Regions from separate parts of the Zea mays genome. Here all the other regions are linked to region 3. The links are chromatin contacts, called in public Hi-C maps. All regions are on one chromosome and are shown on one strand. The core of a region is the stretch at or near the end of the contact, and the rest is flanking DNA. Distances in the headings are between cores, read along the strand shown.

The links. A called contact is a pair of places that touch in the nucleus more often than the background predicts.
Region 1: a contact with region 3 is called in a Hi-C map of tassel, with 2.7 times the contacts expected there. The contact joins the enhancer-like site here to the promoter of LOC100276090 in region 3. A contact is called at or near these places in 3 of 25 Hi-C or Micro-C datasets (leaf and tassel).
Region 2: a Hi-C map of tassel shows a contact between it and region 3, with 4 times the contacts expected there. The contact joins the enhancer-like site here to the promoter of LOC100276090 in region 3. A contact is called at or near these places in 4 of 25 Hi-C or Micro-C datasets (ear, leaf and tassel).

What each region holds. Positions count from the first base shown.
Region 1 is chr9:106,161,767-106,164,671 of Zm-B73-REFERENCE-NAM-5.0, forward strand. No RefSeq gene overlaps it. Among protein-coding and RNA genes, the nearest start is that of LOC100281477, 45 kb to the right of the region's middle. Within about 2 kb of position 1,560, at least 17 of the 20 cell types and tissues checked have an H3K27ac peak or open chromatin away from gene starts, as enhancers often do. A contact at or near this core is called in leaf and tassel, where this site is marked.
Region 2 is chr9:106,092,893-106,095,592 of Zm-B73-REFERENCE-NAM-5.0, forward strand. No RefSeq gene overlaps it. Among protein-coding and RNA genes, the nearest start is that of LOC100382367, 18 kb to the left of the region's middle. Within about 2 kb of position 1,434, at least 17 of the 20 cell types and tissues checked have an H3K27ac peak or open chromatin away from gene starts, as enhancers often do. A contact at or near this core is called in ear, leaf and tassel, where this site is marked.
Region 3 is chr9:105,826,009-105,828,748 of Zm-B73-REFERENCE-NAM-5.0, forward strand. LOC100276090 reads right to left here and starts at 1,357. Exons shown (of 3, transcript NM_001348922.1): 1 at 1,162-1,357; 2 at 25-208. The coding sequence starts at 195.

The sequences.
Region 1 (2,905 bases), core at 310-2,809, 340 kb after region 3:
GTCTTTTCTTTAGTCAGGTAAGTCTTGCTGAGTAATTCCGTACTCAGAGTTTTATTCCCTATTGTTTTTCAGGTCATAGTTTTGTGCTGATGATGATGGTGTTAAGTGCCGGTGGGCTCGGCCTTCTTATAAGTTTAAGTAACTCTTCTATACTTTTTATTGAGGATGGTCACTTGAGCTAGCATATATTTCAAACTTATACTTTTGTAATCACTCCGATGAATATAATGAAAAATTTTTGTAACCTGTAAAATTTGGTAATAAGATTTTCGCTGCAAAAATGTTGATGTGTGTGATTTGTGTTTACTTAATCACGTGGTTCTGGTTGTAAGTGGTTTATCTGGTGTCCTTGGGGCAATCGGACGGATCCTGTTAAGTTAGCTGGTGCACAGACATAGCAGTCTGAGGTCTTTGAGACAAGGACAGGTGCATGTGGGCCCAATAACTTAGGAGGTTCTGCCACACGTTCGATCACAATCAATGGCTCAGATCAATCCTCTCAACGGGTATGCCAGGGATCTGATCGCCGCCGTACACCCCCACATCCCATGGCACACACGGTTTTCCCCCAACCCTTTCTTCTTCCCTGGGCACCACGGATTGAACACGGCGGCCAGGGAACCCACCATGGCGGACACCATGGCAGAGCACGTGTCACGACGCAAGCTCGACTCCCCGATTCAAAAGAGCGACATGCAGAGGAGAATGCTACGAATAACATGGATAGGTTGATCACCTGCAATCGGCTGCAGAGGAGCCCGCCCACGGTGCGAGCGGAACCCACGGTGGAGCACCAACTCCGGCGTGAAATCGCGGGTTCCCCGATCGGCAATCCCATCTAGCGAAGCACCTTGTGCCATCCATGCCTCTAATCAAAGCTCCCAGACCCACTGGTGGAATCCCGAGCGGTAGCGTGGGCGAGTTCCACGGCGGTGGAACCACAACATCGGCGCAAAGGCGACCGACCACCACAGTGCCCAAAACGTCGATTAAACCGAGCTACGCATAGAGGAGACAATAGCGAACGTGGGGGATGAGGACTCACCAGAGAAGGAGTCTGCGGAGAGGCTGACCACGGAGGACAGTGGGTTCGCGGTCTCCCGTGAAGAAATCCCAAGCCTCGGGCGCCGGTTCAACGCGGCGAGGCCACAATAACTTCTCCACGCACAGGTGGAGCTTCACGGCACGGCACTGGGGCAGCGACAACGACGAGCCCACCGGCGATGGCATAGCTCGGTTCTTTCTCTCTCTCTTCGTTCTCACCATGGAAATGGCGGCGCCACTAGCTTAACCCACGCCCCTTGTTGACCGCGACCCGCGGATGGCTAGGGAAGAGGAGGTATAGGGGGGTTTGGCCCGCTTTTGTAGCCGGTCGAGGGGAGTCCATGGGCGCAGGGGTATCGGGCGGCGTAACAACATGCCCGAGATGCCCGGCGAGGAAGAGAAACTGGGGAAAGGGTGGGTCCCATGCGCCAGAGAGGAATGGATCAGCTGGCGCGCGCGCGACTACGCGTGTAGTGACTGGTACACAGGCCCCATGCATCAGAGTACGTGAGCGTTGGTCGTGTGTGCGTGGCTGAGACGGGCAGGTGGGGCCCGCGCGACGGCGCCTTGCAGCGCGATTCAAAGCTGGGCTGCGCGGAGAAAGGAATTAGTTGGGCCGCGCGGGAGGTAAGGTGGGCCGGCAGGTGAATCTTGGCCCAAAGTAGGTGAGTTCTTTCCTTTTTTCCAGTTTTATTTTATTTTCAAATTTCGAATTTAGAATTCAAATTTCAAATCTGCAACAATCCAAAAATTACTAATCATAACAAAAATCTATTATCACTTTATTTTTTTTATCCTTACTTAAGTTAATGATTTTAGGTATGCCACTCATACATACAAAATAGGCATTTAACAACATAATTCCTAGTTGGATAGAATCTCATAGAAAGAAATTTTTAAATACATATTTGAACAAGGTAATAATTTAGTTTTACATATAGACTCTTTTTCTTAACCTTTATTAGGTAACATACTTTATTTTATTGTTCCAAGTCTAAATTTTAAATTTTTGCTTCCCAAACTTGGACCTAAGCTTTGAGTTACCATACTATTATTATTTATTTTTTTGAGAGATTTATTTTATGAAGGAAAGGAATTCATTATTGGCAGATATTTTATTATTACAATTTTTCTCTTACCAATTTTTTGGGCTTTACAGCAGGTGTGGGCACGATGGCTGGAGGCCGGGCCCAATGGCAGGGGCGTGGTACGGGGATGGTCCTAGGCCGTCGGATCTCGGATGGACGGTTAGGATTAGATACAATTTATTTAAATAGGAACTGCCCAATCAGAGATCGAATGGCTGGCCTCGATGTCGCCTGTGTCCGCGGCAGGGAGTTCGCCGGAGACGAGGAGCGCGGACGCTCTGGGGATCCTAGGGAGACGAGGATGGCTCGGTGAAAGTCACCAAAAGGGGGTGAATAGGCAAAACCTGAAAATTATAAACTTTGAACACACACTTTACCCGGGGTTAGGATTAGAAATAAATAATAATGAGTTAGGAGTGTGGAAGATAGTTCCTCACACGGGTCACTAAGACCCCCCAAGGATCACCACATAATTAGATATCTCTTGTTTGCTTTACAATGCGCTTGGAAAGATTAGAGCGAGAAGAAGAAAGCAACCAAGCAACAATAGCAACAAAAGAAACACAAATCACTCTCTCTCTCAAGTCTCTAAGCACTTGATTTGATTTTGGAGCTTGGAGAGGATTTGATGCCATGATTGTGTCTTTGGAGTCTATTCTTTTGCTCTAGTGTTGAATGAGGAAGTTGGAATGCTTGGATGGCTTGAATGGTGGTGGTTGGGGTATTTATAGCCCCAACCACTATTCCAGTCGTTGCTGTCGATGGGCACACCG
Region 2 (2,700 bases), core at 184-2,683, 270 kb after region 3:
ACGCACGGATTCTGACCACGACGCTAGTGAGATCTTCGACTTGACGAGCCTGATCTCGAGCCATACATGCAGGATGGTTCCAATCAAGGGCTCGGAGAGCATCACTCACCTTCCTAAATCATGGTGCCCTCACGAAGTTGCGCGGGGAAGTCGCGAGTGGATAGGTCGGCATGGAGACCGCTCATGGCACCGGTCTGCAGCGGCGCAACCACGTTCCAATCAGGTGATAGTGGTAAAGTTCAAAATACCAACTGGGCAAGCTTCACTGACCTATGTAGATCATGGAACAAGTTTCCCCTGGGCATGAAATTCTTCGAAGCGCCCTGGCCACGGTGAACTGAGAGGAACAAGTGTGTGGTCACCACTTTCAGGTTTTTCAGAGGCACTGGGGTTTCTTGGGTGGAGGGATGGTTTTAGTTGGCCATCCCTGTGCACAAGGGTGATAGCAACTGATGCTCTATCAGGTGGTGGTGGAGGAGCACAGAGATATTTGAAGTACCCCTTTATGGGAGTTGAGGGTGGTGGCATGAAGTGAAAAGGGTAAACTCTATTGGCCTCCACATGTTCACAGGAGGGGTGGACTTGAGGCCTAGCTAGTGCATGAACATATGCACGTGGACACCTTCACCATAACCCACACTAGCCCCAAGCACAGGAACAAGTTGAAGCATTCCTTTGCATGGCGGACAGGGGAGGGTAAAAGAATGAGAGCTCAAGTTGCTGACAACATAGCAGACCAGCAGCTGAGTCATCTCCCAGGAACAGGCTCCAAACTTATCTCCTTTCTCTTCTCAGGGCAGTAAAAATGTACTCCAAATATTCTCATTTCTAATCCCAAGTTAGTTTTTGTAAGGCCTAAAATCCTATTTTTTTTAAAGAAAAAATTCTCCAAAGATTTCTTTTTGAATTAAATATCATACTTACTTTATTCTGGAAGTTAACATCCCTTGAAACAAATATTGTTTCTAATAAAAGATTTAATAAAAGTACCCCCTATATGATTTTAGTTACCCCTCAGCGGAAATAGACATTTATAATTATTCTCAAAAGGATTTTATAAACTAGAGATTCTAATTCTTAAACTACCTATTCTTTGTTTTAGCGTATATGAATTTCATATTTAAAATCATTTGTGTAAATAGTATAATAAACAAAATAAATTAAAACAATCATATTCATACTAGAATACTTTTGTTTGTGCATTTATTTTTGAAAATAAAACTCAGACCTAAATTCAAATTGTAATTTGGATTTGAAATAGAAAAAAAAGAGCACATAAATAGAAAAAAGAAAAAAACCTAACCTGGGCTGAATCCACACCTTGGCCCATCTCCACTTTTATCTTTCCCGCGGCCCATCTACTTCTTATCCCCTTTTCACCCGCGTGGCCACTCCCAATTTGCCCCGCTCTCGCAGCCGTCCGCGTGCCTGCGTTGTGGTGTCGCTGTCAGGTGGGGCCCACGACCTAGCCTCAGCGCACTCGTGGCACTGATGTATGGGTCTGTGGTGTCAGCTTCGCCCCCATCTCGGCCGCAGACTCAAATAGAAAACGCCATTGTTGAGATGATGCCGGACACCGCGGATCTTCAACACCACCCAACCGAATCCTCAACCGCCGCCGTGAACCGCGGACCTGACTCCGCGCGTGCTTGGACTCAAGTTCGTCCCCGGCTGGTGGGGTCCCACCTATCATCATCTAGCGCCGTCGGGGTAAAAACCAGGCAGAGCTCACGGTGAATTCTCCGGCGATGGCTTGCGCTCCTCAACGGTCTCCGCCCATCTATAAAACCATGGCGTGGGTTTTCCCTCCCCTCATCCTTCTCCTCTGTGTACCGCGCGACCTATGAGAGTGTGGGCATGGTAGACCGAACCGGGGCGGAATCCGTTCACCGCCGTTTGGCCTTCTCGCCAGCGTCTTGCTCCTCGTGACAGCACCGGAGGGGCCGCCTAGGAGGAGGGAGTCTAGTGCTGACCTCGGGCAGAGGTGATGGCCACTGTCGCGGCGGCGATTCCTCACCGTCGTGGTCACGGTGTCGTAGTTCCGCTCCGCGCCGTGGACTGGGTCAGCTACGTCTCCATCCCTGGTATGATACCCATGACTAGGTTCACCTTAAGCTCCTCATCAATTAGCACCGATCAGTCTTGTGTTTGGGGAACCAGAGCCTCGACGGGTGTTCTCCAGCCATGGTGCCACCGTCGGCCCGGGTAGCGCTGTCGTAACTGGGCGACTGGAGGATAGGGTCACGACCGTAGGGTTAGATGGGGGGAGAGCGCTCGACCGCTGATCTAATGATGAACGACTCCGATTAGAAAACGGGTACCGCCCCTTTTGTGGGATTGTCCTGGGTCCTCGGATCACGATCCTGCGACTTGGATCTGATCTCGTGGATTTTAAATCGTCACCATCGATAGAGTATCCAATGGCCACAAATCCTTAACGGGATTACGGTAGAGTAGATCTAATCATGGGCGCCGGTTTCAGATCGAATGGCCCAGAATGTGGGATACCCTTTGGCCATGACATTATGCTAAACAGCCCCCATGGAAACTGTGAAACAACCCATCGTCCTGGCCATAGTCAAAGCCTTACTTTGGGTCCCTGAAACTTGTAAAACAACCCCTGTGCTCTCTGGTTATTATGCACGTAGTCCAAGAAATACAGAAAATAGGAAAAAGGAATATAGAAATTGGTTTTTAAAC
Region 3 (2,740 bases), core at 107-2,606:
AAAAAATGTGGAATCAAAACAAACCTTTTGGCAACGAAGGAATCCTCTGCTTGGGTTGGAATCGGTCCACGAGGTCAGCTCCAACATAACACCTGAGCACTTGCAACAAACAGGATTATCTGCATCCATCCATTTCCGGTACGACACCGGAGGCTTACGAGGTGATTTTGAAGAGCCAGAGACAGATGAAGTCATGGAGAGCCTCTGCCTAATCCAAAAACCACAAAAATAACATAAGAAACATAATTATCAGCTTGATTGATGACACACTAGCATCTAAACCCAAATCTGATTAAGGAGAGTGCATCAATAGGTCACTATATAATAGAAACACTGGTGTATGTTGGAACAAATAAAGAACCGTGTATAAAAGCAATGTTTTTACTGAAGGATAGGGAGCATCATTCATCCCTTTTTGCTATGTGATATGCACCTACATCCTGATACATATAATGAGTAGAAAGTAGCTGTGCGTATATAGTTGCATTGAGTAAATAGAATTTATCCCCAGACGTGATTCTTCAAAGTTTTTTAGTACAATATATGGGAATAGACATACATTTTCATGCCGTCACTTGTTCATCAATTTTAATAAATTCTCATTTCTGATTTGGATCTTGAAATGGATTACGGTGTCGTCTGAGGGCAAGATGTTATATGCATTTCGAACGTTATAATTTCCTTTGACCCATCTACAACCATTTTTGCAGGAAAAAATAAAATAAAACCATGTTAGTAGCAGTGAACCATGTGAAAAAATAAAATAAAATTAACTGATTTGTTGTAGCACAAAGCACCAGTCACATGTAGTTGGAAAAAAATATTTTCTTAGGGCTAGTTTGGGAGCTCAATTTTCCTAAGGGATTCTTATTTTCCCAAGGGAAAATGAACTAATTTCCCTTAGGAAAATGAAAATCCCTTGGGATAATGTGGTTACCAAACTAGCCCTTAAACATTCTGGCCACCATGTGGCGAGCCCAAAGCAGAGATGACAAGAACCCTCAATAGATTTGTTTAGTTAATCTGATTAGGTGCAGTTTACAGGCTGATGTGAGGTTATGAGTAATTGAACAAGCTTGCAATTTTGAACCCCCCATAGTTTAGGATTTTGGTTCCCCGGGAAAATTGGAAAAAGGTGCCTGGATGGGGAAAACAAGTCACCTGGATTCGAACTCGCAGGGCAGCACTTCTCTTGACGTCCAGTAGAGGGCTCAAGGCGTGAACAGGACCAGTGGCGTCGAGGAGGGGTAGGCGGTGGAGCCAGCGGCGTCGGTGCGGTGGAAGGCGTCGGAGCCGGCGGCACAGAGGTGGGGGAAGGCGTTGGTGTTGTCCATTTATGGGTATTTCCCTTTATTTTCTAACATAGAAAAGAAGAAATAGATTAAAAAAAAGGCGGCCAGCCGAACTGGGCCTCTACAAGGCCGCTCCCCGCGGACTTTCTTGGGCCAGTTCAGATATCACCCCTGAACTTCCCGGTTAGTTCTGTTTTCACCCCCCGAATCTTTAAACCTTCATATCTTTCTCGTTTTAGCTCCGTTTTAACCCGTTCAAGTTGTGTTGGGTTCATAACAACAAAACCTACGCTTTAATGCTGTTGTTCACCATGTCAAATCTCTGTGATTTTATTTATCATGTTAATCTAATAACTTACTTCTAGTTAGTGTACCATTGCCCCTAATAACACGTTACTTCTCGTTAGTGCACCGTTGCCCCAAATAACACGTTACTTCCGGTTAGTGAACTGTTCCCCTTGTAATATGTTACTTCCAGTTAGTGCATCGTTGCTCCTCAAAAGATATTACTTCTAGCTAGTTCAGCGTTGCCACTAAGTATGCGTTACTTCTAGTTAGTGCCTCGTTGCCCCTCGAAATACTTTACTTCTAGTTAGTGCACCGTTGCCCCTTCTGATACGTTACTTCTAGTTAGTGCACTGTTGCCCCTTATAATACGTTACTTCCGGTTAGTTCATCGTTGCCTCTCATAATACGTTACTTCTAGTTAGTGCCTCGTTGCCCCTTGTAAGATGTTACTTTCGGTTAGTGCACCGTTGCCCCTCAGAATACGTTACTTCTAGCTAGAGCTTCGTTGCCCCTCGTAAGATGTTGCTTCCGGTTAGTGCACTGTTGCCCTTAATCATACGTTACTTCTAGTTAGTGCACCGTTCACAAAATAGGCCTTCGAATAGTAAAGAAAACGATTTAATCCTATAAATAGTGACAAAATAGTAATATTTTAGAAAACTTGGATTGTAAGAATCTAAAAAGATATAGAGTGGAATAATATTCTAGATTAAACTAATCTATTCAGTTTTTGTACCTCTTTAGTTGAAATTTCATATTTTTTACCCTAAGGAGGTGTTTTAAACAGCTTAGTTTCATAAAAACCAGCGCAACTTCATAAACTTCAGAGTTGAGCAGCGTTGTTTCAAAGTTGCAGCGTGTTCTAGAAGTGTTTGGCTTTCAAACCAACTTTAGCTTCACTAAAATGAGATTTTGTTTAGAAAAGTCCTTTATATATACCCATGAATGATGTATGAGTCTGTTTTAAATTTATGAAAACTTTAATAAAAATAATAGTACACCATATATATAATAGGGTTTATAATACATACTAATATAGTGAGTACAATTAACAAATTTTATAAATATCCTAAAACAATACCATTATAAATTTGGGACACAATAAACTACTATCGCTATATATTAGTTCCAACCTTGAGTGATAGTCGTCGTTTGATAAA